Linked DNA regions of Gossypium arboreum: region 2 is linked to region 1. A link is a contact called in public Hi-C data. All regions are on one chromosome and are shown on one strand. Each heading gives the region's core, a stretch centred on a gene start, on an enhancer-like site or on the middle of the called end of the contact. The rest is flanking DNA. Distances are from core to core; before and after follow the strand shown.

Region 1 (3,176 bases), core at 71-2,570:
AGATGAAGGAAATAAATGGAAGAGCCAGGTTAGCAATGGACAAAATAGAGTTGGATATGATAATTGAGATTTGAAGATATAATAGGAATTGTGATGGTTGACAAAAAAAAAAAATTATTTCCCACTTACAACTTACAAATCCATAATTATTTGGTATGATGGGAAAAATTCCTGCTGTTAAAAAGATTTCTTAGCCTCACTGCCATTGTTCAAAATATGTAAAGTAATAGGCAGAAAAGAATGAAACCATTATTATTGAGCACAACCTCTCAGGTAATGGTTGGTTTACTACATGACAAATTGAGATTCTTAATAAAATTAAATCATATTCATTGATTAAAATTTCTTTTCTCGCTTAAACTTTATGTTTATGTTCCAATTCACAATCAAACTCAAGAATATGATTCCTCCTTGGTGGTGATGATGATGGTTCAGGCACCATTCTTTATTTTATGTTTATTATTATTTATTTTAACAATAAAATTGTGGTATATCTTAATTAAAAAATTCACAAAAACTTGTGCATCCAACCGCTTTCGGCAGTAGATTACAAATTACCAAAGTAATATAAACTGGAAGGTGCAGTAATAAATTTTCTATTGCCGTCCAAGTTGGGACAAAAGCATCGGAAATTGGCAAATTTAGACGAGTTTCTATGCATCAAAACATGCAAACAAATGAAAGAAAATTGAGCATACAATCAAGAGCAACACATCACACTCTCCCAATCTAAATCAACTCTAATTTTATTTTATGTGGGAATAGTTTAATAATAATAATAAGAGGGGCCAAAATTAGAAGATGGAGACACTGTCTTCTTCAAGTAGTTATGCCTCTGAAAGCTTAAAAAAAGGAAATTATTTTGCTTATCTGACAACCACTATATACTGTGATGATTTCCTTTGGTAATCCCATAATTAAAAAAAAAGAAAAGAAAAGAAAAGGAAATGAAGTAATGATGGCACTATACAATCAATGACCTTCATAAATTGGATCTTTGAAATAGTGGGAGCCCTTCATTGTCCAATGCCTGCATCAATCATACCAACCCTTCTTTACTTTTTATTTTTTATTTTTTATTTTCCCTAATCAATTTCTTTTTGTAAATTGTATAATATACTTAAAGAATTGTAACCTCAAAAGTTTAGAAATATTGAAGATATAATACCGTATCTTTGAAGGGAAAGGAAATAAACAAGGAACGAAGAGAGTGTAAAATTGTAATACATATAATGAAGCAATGGGGGTGGTTCTGAATTTAGAGGCAAGTGCATACAAAATGACATGGTTATAGAATCATGACTCGCCTTTTTCTTTTTTGTGGGAATAGTGGGATTTTCGTTGCTGAGAGGCTTGGGATAAGTTATTTAGTACAGCTGCTAGCTTAGGTAGGGTGAGTGGTGAGTATAGGGTTTGGTTTGCTGCAATGCAATGAATGAGGTTAGCAAACATTATTGCACAAGTGTTTTGTAGACCTAGGAAACTTTGTCAAAAGTTTCAATCCTTTCCAAATCTGGTTCAAATTCAAGTGAAAAAAAAAAAACATGCTTTTGTTTTCAGTACTTAATTATCTGTTGAACATATTGACTGGAACTTCTTCGAGGCATTGTAATTTTGCAGACCCCATTTTAGATATGATAATTTAAGATACAACCCGGATTTGATTTACTATGGACAAATGAGCAATCAGAAGGAATATTAAGTGAAACTTTAGAATGTCCCATTTTATGTGGGTTGGGGTTCACTTTGAGGCCTATGTCAAAATGGTTATTGGCTGGCAACAAGTATTACCAACGGCATTTTTTAGTCCTAATATAGATCCAAAATGGCAAAGAGCTTAGCATCAATCTTCTAGAGCCGGGCCTAGTTTGGCAATCACAACTTCCTGGGCTGCTGGGAGTTCGAGACTCAGGTTTTAAGCTTAAGTGGTGATATGGATCAATACAAGTTGATCAAGTTCTTGGTTATAAAAAAGAAGATGAAACATGTTTGACCCGTAATCAGTTTTTTACATATATTATTATAAAATAACATATATTACTATATATAAATATAACTAGTCATTTTAAATGATTATAACTATAAAAAAAAAAACTCAATTAGCATTGCAACAATCACATCACGAGAATGTGAGTTTGACCTCATTTAAGAGGGTTTGAGAGGATTTATATGTAAAAGAAAGCTTGTATAAAAGAAAGGTAATGAAAATTGTTATTATTATAATTATATATATAAATTACAATTTATGAGAAATAATCATATTACACCCTCATTAAAATTACATAAAAAAGTTATTTATGTTATAAAATAAAGAGATGGAGAGAATAAAGAACAAAGAAAATATGAAAGCAATAGAAAATGTATTTTATTGATCAAAGAAATGATTACAATGTTTTATCGAGTTTTTATTTTTAGGCACAAGAAGTATAAAAGAAGTAGAGATCTAATTCTAATAAGTATTAGAATTTAAAGTATATTAAAACTTTATTTTGATCATGATGGGCATCTACTTAATAAAATATTCATAACACTCCCCCTTGGATGTCTATTGGTAGATAATGTGTCTTGTTAAAACCTTATTAGGGAAAACCCTGTGGGGTAAAAACCTAATGAAAGAAAAAGAGTACACAATCTATAATACGCATAATATGCTGTCTCATTAAAAAACCTTACTAGGAAAACTCAATAGGACAAAACCTCGATTAAGCGAAAAAGAGTGCATTGCGTATTTACTCCCCCTCATGAAAACATCACATATTTTCTCATATTTTACGTATTCAATCTTGAATACTAGTTTTCCAAATAACTGTTTCAATGTATTTTCTAAGCATTTATATTACCATTCTTTTAAAAGTCATGAGTGAGGGAAATTTAGAGAAATATATTTTGATCTCTTCAGGAGATTCAACAATACTTATAACAAACTTTAATCATGATTCTTTTATAAAAACATAAATAGGTATTTTGGATCATTTTATAATCCTCGTTCAACTACTATTCATTAAGTCAAATTTACCACATGTTTAAATTACTTCAATTCATATAAATGAACAATTTCTCGAGAATTTCAATATACTTCAAGCATCCTAAATCCTTCAAGGATTTTAATATAAACTTTACTATATAGTGATTCATAAAAGGTTGTAACAATAACCATTAGATGCAAGTTAAATCTT
Region 2 (3,157 bases), core at 44-2,543, 230 kb after region 1:
AACATACGGGCGTGTGCCTTGGCCGTGTACTAATTAGTTGATGATATTAGAAACAGAATGTCAATGTTTTTGTACACGGGCTGAGACACGGGCGTGCCATGGCCGTGAGAAGGACACGGGCCATGGACACAGGTGTGTGCTAGGCCGTGTGAATACCTCTATAGGTTCGAATTGAAAAATAAATTCACATGGGCTAGGGACATGGGCGTGTCCCGATATGTTCAGGCCGTGTGAGTCGCACAGGCCTTCAACATGGCCATGTTAAGAAGACACACGGGCGTGTGCCCCTATCAACTTGAAATTTTACAAAGTTTTCTAGAATGCACCGATTAGTCTCGAATCAATTTCAAAGTGTGTTCGGGGCCTCGTAAACCTATAGTAGGGACATTAAGGCATTATGAAAAGTTTTAATTTGGAGCAAAATTTCATATCTAGGAAGTGTATGTTTGTATGTATTTAAGTCCGGTAACACCTTATATCATGTCCCGGCGTCGAACTTGGATAAGGGGTGTTACAATTTATGAAATTCATGAAAGCCTATTTAACAGTAATTTTAAAAATGGTAAGGAATTTATGAGTGTTAATAATTATGGTTTCTATACTTTGTAAATATATATTACATTGAAATCCAATTAATTTTTTCATAATATATACCATTTATATAACAAATGGAATCCCAAGCACAAAATAAAAGTATTGTGAAATTTAGAACCAAATTAAAAATGGAGGACCTCGTATGAAATTAATCCCAAAAGATTGCATTTTTTAAGGGAAAATGATGCCTGTGGGGCATCAGTGGCAGCAAGCCCACATGGCCGACATCCACATCTCCCACACACATTGAGTGGGCGCGGTAAGAAGTCTTAAGATAAGATTGATAAATAAATAAATAAAATAAAAACGTAAAAGTGTGAATACAAGAATGATGAAATATTGTGGTTTTGGTCCCCATCTCATCTCCAACTTATTCCATCAGCATCTTCTATTTCATTCTTTCAAATTTCTACCAACTTCTCTTTCTCCACCAATTACTAAAACAAAACTCATAAATTTTGAATTATGATACACAGTGACAACAACGTATCTGCAAAAATCTTAAAAATTCGATCTAGTTTTACTCTGAAAAGCAAAGAAGAAAGTGGGAAAGCAATATACATAAATAAAATGTGCATTAAACTATTACTACAACATAAATAAATCTAAAAAAAGAAGAAAAAAGGAAGAACAGATCAAAGCAGAGCCAAGGGAAAAAAACCTTTCTACTTTATTTCTTTAGATATATATTATTCAAGGTACTATGATGTACAGGCAAAACACTGTTCCCTTTCAAAACGACCCCCGCATTTCTTTCTCCAAACATCTTTCTCTTTCTTTTTTCTTTATTTGTGGTCTTTACTTTTTGTGCTCTGCTGCGAGATTTGTTACTGGTCAATCTGCAGGATTTGATTTTAATTTAGAAAAAATATAAACAGTGAAGGTGCTCTTCTCAATTTGCCTTTGTTGCTTTAAACTAAAACACCACTTTCATGCTTGGAAGCTAACATGATTAGTGTTGTTCCTCTGTGAAATCCCATTTTTTATTAAATATAGCAAGAGAAAAAAAGAAAACCTCATTTAATGAGATATTTTTGGAGTTTGAGCTGTTTTGCATCTTTTGGAACTCATGCTTGTCTCTGGGAATTGATAACTTTCCTTGTATGGTGAGTCCATGTTAAGCTTAGATATGAAGTGGGTATCAAAGAAAGAAGAAGAAAAACAAGTTGAGATGGTATTGTGCATTTGGTAATGGGTCTTAAATTGCAGCAAAGCCATCACCACCAATCAGTGGCTGTCAAAGGGAATGAACAAATGGGGACCAAAAGAGGATACACATTTATTCAGTCTAACAGGGCTTGGTTACCAAAATTTCTTTTGCTTTGGGTAATGGTGATGGGTTTTATCAGCACTTGGATCTACAAAAAAATGGATGCTGACAACAACGTGAGGAGGGAAGAAGTACTAAGTAGCATGTGTGACCAAAGGGCGAGGATGTTGCAGGATCAGTTCTGTGTTAGTGTTAACCATGTTCATGCCTTAGCCCTTCTTGTCTCCACTTTCCATTACTACAAGAATCCATCTGCTATCGATCAGGTTTGTAAAATTTAGTTTTGGTCTTGAATATCCTGAATGACATATGAGTTGGTTGTGGCTTATTTTGAAGAAATGCAGGAGACCTTTGCGGAGTACACTGCTAGAACTGCTTTCGAGAGGCCATTGCTTAGTGGGGTGGCCTATGCAGAAAGAGTGGTACATTCTGGGAGGGAGAAATTTGAGAAGCAACATGGTTGGACAATAAAGACAATGCAGAGAGAACCTTCTCGTCTCCGAGATGAATACGCTACCGTGTTATTCTCTCAAGAAACTATTTCTTACATTGAATCACTTGACATGATGTCTGGGAAGGTAAATACTTTGCTGTTTATGGTTATTAGGCTTTTTCATTTAATTTGATTGTTAGAATTGACTGCTAATGTGCAGGAGGATCGAGAGAACATCGTAAGGGCTAGGGCTACTGGGAAAGCTGTCCTAACTAGCCCTTTCAGGCTACTCGGTTCTCATCATCTTGGTATTGTGTTGACATTCCCTGTTTACAAATCCAAGCTCCCGCCAAAACCGACTATGGAAGAGCGAATTGTAGCCACTGCAGGGTATGTCCTGCACCTTATCTTTATATTCGAATCCCACTTTATTGTTTGCAAGCTCTTGCCTATTAGAGTTAGTGAATATGTCTGACTTAGTTTTGAAATTTATTGGTTGAATGAAAAAGTTGCACAAGATAATTTGAGAGTGTTGATGATGACTAAAAAGGTTTAGAGTTTATTGTAGATGAAATTGTGGTAGAATGAACATTTCAACCAATATGTTTATAGTTTTGACCTTTGTTTTGATTTGGGGTGGTGAAGTCAGTTATTCGAAGGTATATAAATTAAGCAGAAAATTTAATGCTATATAGAAATCTTCTGTTTTTCTCCCAAGTTTCTAGGGTAGTTGCTGCTTTAAGACCCTATTATGGTTATACTGACATTACACGTTTGGTACCATTGCTGGCTTGGCTACACCTGATCATTACCATTTTCTCAATAAATTTTTGTTTTTGCTTTTATATATTAGTATAGTT

The links. Hi-C and Micro-C count contacts between places; a contact is called where the count stands out from the background.
Region 2: a contact with region 1 is called in a Hi-C map of leaf, with 3 times the contacts expected there. The contact joins two enhancer-like sites. A contact is called at or near these places in 2 of 5 Hi-C or Micro-C datasets (both in leaf).

Annotation. Positions count from the first base shown.
Region 1 is chr3:38,046,146-38,049,321 of ASM2569848v2, forward strand. No RefSeq gene overlaps it. Among protein-coding and RNA genes, the nearest start is that of LOC108473684, 11 kb to the right of the region's middle. Within about 2 kb of position 1,321, at least 2 of the 2 cell types and tissues checked have an H3K27ac peak or open chromatin away from gene starts, as enhancers often do. A contact at or near this core is called in leaf, where this site is marked.
Region 2 is chr3:38,277,493-38,280,649 of ASM2569848v2, forward strand. It overlaps the pseudogene LOC108459394. Among protein-coding and RNA genes, the nearest start is that of LOC108473700, 16 kb to the left of the region's middle. Within about 2 kb of position 1,294, at least 2 of the 2 cell types and tissues checked have an H3K27ac peak or open chromatin away from gene starts, as enhancers often do. A contact at or near this core is called in leaf, where this site is marked.